Linked DNA regions of Arachis hypogaea: region 1 is linked to region 2. Evidence: chromatin contacts called from public Hi-C data. All regions are on one chromosome and are shown on one strand. The core of a region is the stretch at or near the end of the contact, and the rest is flanking DNA. Distances in the headings are between cores, read along the strand shown. Region 1 has its middle 18 kb from the start of LOC140175327. Region 2 holds the start of LOC112711090.

The links. Hi-C and Micro-C count contacts between places; a contact is called where the count stands out from the background.
Region 1: a contact with region 2 is called in a Hi-C map of leaf, with 2.8 times the contacts expected there. The contact joins the enhancer-like site here to the promoter of LOC112711090 in region 2. A contact is called at or near these places in 2 of 8 Hi-C or Micro-C datasets (both in leaf).

Annotation. Positions count from the first base shown.
Region 1 is chr9:80,434,218-80,436,917 of arahy.Tifrunner.gnm2.J5K5, forward strand. No RefSeq gene overlaps it. Among protein-coding and RNA genes, the nearest start is that of LOC140175327, 18 kb to the right of the region's middle. Within about 2 kb of position 1,329, at least 2 of the 3 cell types and tissues checked have open chromatin away from gene starts, as enhancers often do.
Region 2 is chr9:80,078,703-80,081,479 of arahy.Tifrunner.gnm2.J5K5, forward strand. LOC112711090 reads right to left here and starts at 1,359. Exons shown (of 18, transcript XM_029289103.2): 1 at 984-1,359.

The DNA.
Region 1 (2,700 bases), core at 79-2,578, 360 kb after region 2:
CAGCGACCTCCTCCAACAACAATGGCAACAGTAATGTAACCATCTACTGCCTTGCTCTTCTACGGTCTCGACCCCTTTCTTTCTCTCCATAATGTGATCTCTCTTTTGCAGTCTTTCTCTTATTCTATCTTTCTTGGTGCAAAGATAACGGTGTCGGAGGTCACCTCGAAGATCGACACAGCTAATTTGAGAGTTTTTCTTTAGTGGGTACCCCAGCATAACTTCGGGAGCTTTTCTTCTGTGAAAAACACAAGAGTGGATCTTGGGAGAGCTCGGGAGGTAGAAGGAAGGGTGTTAAAGTCAAACTCAAGAGGTGGAATCGAAGAAGAGGAAGGGGGAAGGAGGGGTGTGCGACAGAAGTGGGAGAATTGAGGGTGGGAGAGGAAAAGGCGGGAGTAGAAAAGGGAGACAGAGAGGAGGAGGAGAAGTAAGATAGTGAGAAGCTAATTTTGTCTTTGTAAAAATAAAAAGAGAAAGAGAATTCGGGATATAGAAAAAAGTTAGAATATCTTTAATTTAGAAATAGAATATTCTGTTAAATTAAATATTTTTGTTAGGGTAAGGATCTAATTGAAAAAAATATTGGCTCAAGAACTCAATTAAAAAAAATGTATAGGAACCTAATTGAAAATTCGGTAAAATTATAAGGATCAATAGAGTAATTAAATCAATCTTTTTTATTATCCAACGTATTTTAGTTTGACAAATACTAATCTAATGTGAATTTGAGTTCCACTTAAGAATTTGTCGATAATTAATGAATTGTTATTTGTACAAAATAAAATTTAAACATCATCCGATACTTATTTAAAAAAACTAGCAACACTTCTTCATTATATGATATGTAATTTTATAACTATTTTCCAACCACGTGGATGTTAACACAACCACGATCGAGAGACAAGACTATGGTAAAGTAGAGGAGTAGTGACTTTCCTTTTTTCTTAATTAGTATCGATAATTCGGATTTCATCTTTAGAGGTAGAGGGATTTTAAATATATGAATAGAATTTAGTTACAAATTTTGATAATAGACTAGACTTCTGAGAAAGCCAACAAAGAAGTGGGTAGAAATGTGGCCCCCTCAAAAAAAGAAAGCAAATAGAATAGTGCTGCAAAAGCTTAATGCTAAACTTAGTATATTGGCCCATTAATAACCATGTTGTATTTCAGGAATTAATTAACTATAATTAATTAATATATAGTACTGATATTATTTGCGTGTGGAATCCACAAGTGCCATATTATTATGCAAATATATATAGATACTAACAAAGTGTGGTTTGTTCACATCATAAATAAATAAATAAATAATGGATTGGGTGGCTCCTTTTTGTTTTCAACAATATGATTCTAGAGGAGAGGATGATGATCACATGCATTACATGTGATGAGTTATCATTCATTACTGGAATCAGATTAATTTATTAATACTAAGCATTTTGCTAAGGAGTTTTTTTTTTATATCAATAAAAACTTAAATTTTTTATATTTTCAATAAAATTTTTCTGTTTTTATATTTTTAACTAACAAGCTAGCTATCTTAACAAAATCCTAATAATAAAGCATTATTTGGATGTTCGGAATTCTATTCGGGACCCAACCATGAATGGAAGGGAAAGGCTGTGGACCTTCCCACCGTTACTCAATTAAGCTTTCAAGATTCTCTTCTTCCATCTTTCTCTAAGTCTATTATTCTAGCTCTTTCTCTCCTTTTCTGTCTTTTCTGTTTTTTTTTCCTTTTTTTTTCCCGGAGCTAATAATTTGTGCCTATATATAATTCTATGCCTAGAAACTTTGACGGAAAAAATTCTTGTTGGTTTTTTTAAGGTATTTGTTGGTTTTATTTGACCAACTAAGGTGAAAAATAGATTTCGATGTCAATAGTATTAAACTGAAAAAAAAAATACAGAAAAAATTACAGTCAGATCAACATACAGCAACTTTGAAAAATTGAATATATCTTTTTCACCCAAAAAATATTAGAGAAATATTAGAGGCTAATATTTTTTTATCAATCTTAACCAATTCTTTGGATTAACATTTTATTTTTACATTATTAAAATTTTATATTTAATATTTAAGACTTAGAATTTAGTATTTACGGTTTAGAATTAGATCAAAAATAATAAATTTTATTGATTATGTAGTATTGTTCAAAAAGTTATTTTAGTAAAAAAATAATAAACATGAAAAGAAAAGAAGGGTGTGACATATAGTTATATTTTATAAGGAAGGAAGTGTAAGTTTTAAAATAAGTTGGAAAAAAAATGTATTTTACTACTTCTTTTATTCCTTAAAATTTTTGTGGAGGGTGAGGATATGCACATGCTTTGTGGGACAAGAATGTAGAATTAAAGGTGACTATATTGTTACATGTTAACTTTGTCAAGAATCATCAAAACGGGGTTAAAAGAATCTGAAGTAGATAAAGATAAAAATCCTCATTTCATTCATCAAAAAATTATGATACATGAAAAGGTTACGTTATATATTGGCATCCTCTTTTTTATGATACAGCAAAATTAGTATTGTCGTTGTCAACTTGCTGTTTATGAGGAGCCATTTGTTGTTCATAATTAAAGAGAGAGGAAAAAATAAATTAATGAAGCACGTCAAAAAAAATTAAAAAAAGAAATGCACACTACATAGCTTTTCTTTTGTTTGACTGTTTCCAATAAATGACAAACAAATTCGTCC
Region 2 (2,777 bases), core at 109-2,608:
TCAGGCTATTGGGTTACTGGGTCACTAGTTTAATCGGTGGGCCACTGATAGAACCGGTTGACCCGTTATTACTTAAATAAAAATATAAAATAGTAAAAAAAACTTAAAATTAAAATTTAAAATACATGTTTTCTTTGACAGTAGTCTCAATTTATAAAAATAAGTAATACAAAAATAGACATAAAATTAATCAATACTATAATAATATCTTAAGTTGACACAATAAGAGGAATAATCCATAAATTATGTCCAAGGAGTAACATACATAGTTTCCAATCATCTAATCACACTATCACATAAGCTATTATCTAATCAATTCACAGAACCTCTCCAACCAATGCTTATTCCAACCAACCATGGTATAAATCAATATATATGCATATCTTTAAAAAAAAATATCAACAATCAATATAGAAGAAACAGCAACAATCAAATCCTAAATAGAAAACTTGTTCTTTCATTGAATAATCTGTTAGAACTTATAATATTGAAAACAGAAGAGCAACTTTTCTGCAATCAAATGAAGCTGCACGCTTATATCTTCTCCATCTGTTACTTGGTCAATCATGTAACTTCTCACTCACTGGTTTATCTGTTAATTGAGATATGAAAGTTAAAAATTTACAGAAATCACCTATCTAGTCGGTGTTGAACAATAATGCACACGAACACACTTGGTGGTTTAAACATCACAAAGAGGACTAAGATAAAAACATGGAAACTATGTTTTACCAAACTATGAAGGCTTCTCAATGTGATTAATCAGGAAATGCATAAGGATTATAAGTAACTTATCCTTGTCTTCATGTTCAGATTAACCAAGTGTTATTACCAGAGCCTTTAATATGTTTGATTAAATGCAAATGCAATGATGCAAAACCAACCTATCCATATTTACCACCTTGCAAAAGTTAAATATATGGCTAATCAATATCATCCAGATCCAATCAGTCAAGAACATGTTTCAATAATAAAAAACTCACCTCAACAGAGAAGAGAAGCCACGGGCTCACAGCTGACGGCACGCAGAAAAGAAGGAGACAGAGAAGCGAGCTCACGGCAAAGCACAGCAGTGAAGGCGACCCACTGCGGCGGACACGACACGCGAAGCACAGCCCGCAAAGGCAGTGAAGACGCGACACGGACGGAGGCGACAGGCGAGCGAGGGACGCACGGGAACCGGCGAGAGGCTCGGTGGCAGTGAAAGCTCTGTGAGCTGCAGCTGCCGCTCTGCCGTTCAGTTCAATTGGAATGAGAGTGAGAGTGAGAGTGAGAGAGTGAGAGTGAGAGTGAATTAGGGTTGGTTTTTTTTTTAACTACAAATTCGAACCCGTCCAGATTTCTCAAATCTGCCGGTTCACCGATGTTCACAAAAATTGGTCAGTTTAAACCGGTTCACACCGATTCATTCCTTGTCCGATCAAATGTCAAATTCAGACCGGTTTTGGAGCTGTGTCACCGATTTTTCAATCCAGCCGTCTGGTCGGTCTGATTTTTACATCTATGCTTTAAATAGTAGCATTAAAAAAAAGTTACCAAATATGAGAAAGGTAGAAAGTCCCAAAAAAAAAGTTACCAAATATGAGAAAGGTAGAAAGTCCCAAAATCTTATCACCTGCTAGGCACAATAGAATTTCAGAAGTTAATTAAAGCACTTATTACTTCAAAGAAAATTGAAGAATAAAGTATTGATACGGCAGTTACAAATCTGATGTTATAATTCGGCATTATATACAATAACTCGGCATTATGCACCATAATTTGGCACTTTACGTTATAATTTGGCGTTATACGTTACAATCAGACTCAACGGACTACATCCTGGAATAAAAACGTTCGACCAGACATTATCACTTATTAAAAAACCTATTAATTGCTCTTCAATTCCGATGATCAATAGAAACGTAACCGACCTATTTTATCTCACCTATAAAGGTATGATATTTTATCTTCAAAGGATACATTGAATTTTCAATACTGACTTAAGCTTCGGAGTGCCTTTGCAGGTACACTCCCCCCTTATTCCTTGCTCACGCTCTGTGCAATTGGACATCTCCTTGGAGAAAAGCTCGGACTTCCACAAAAGCTCAAAGGTCGGCACTCCCAGGGACCGAGCTCTCCCTTCAGGTATCCATACAAGAACAAGTACCAATCCAATCCCTTTCTATTTATCTGAATGACAATGCGACTCTTGACAAAAAAAATAATCCATTTCAAACATTGACCATGTGCTTTGATTGCCAACGCGGTTCTTTTGTCACTTTCACGACAAAAAATTGACAGAAATTGCTGCTAATGTGTCTAGGTAAGCAAATGAGGTGGATGGCTAAAGTGGTTAGGTAGAAGATGGAATCCCACGTGGCTTGTTGGAAAAGACAGGGACTTATCTGTCCTCTTCCACGTCACACGATCGACGTCATTTTAACCTCTCCAGAAGTCGCTCGTGTGACGTGGAAGAGGACAGATAAGCCCCTATCCTTTCTAACAAGCCACATGGGCTTTCATCTTCCACCTAACCACCTTAGTCATCCACCTCATTCGCTTACTTAGATATGTCAGCAATTTTTGTCAATCTTTTGCTGTGAAAGTGACAGAAAAACTGCATTGTCAATCGGAGCACAGGATCAGAGTTTGATCATTTTTTTTCAATAATCCTGTTGCCGTTCGGGTAAATGGATAGAGACTGAAGTTGTACTTTACTCAGGAATTGAATAAATGTAAATTAAAATAATAAAAAAAGTGTGTTTGAAATTCAAACAATCTATTATTAAAAATTT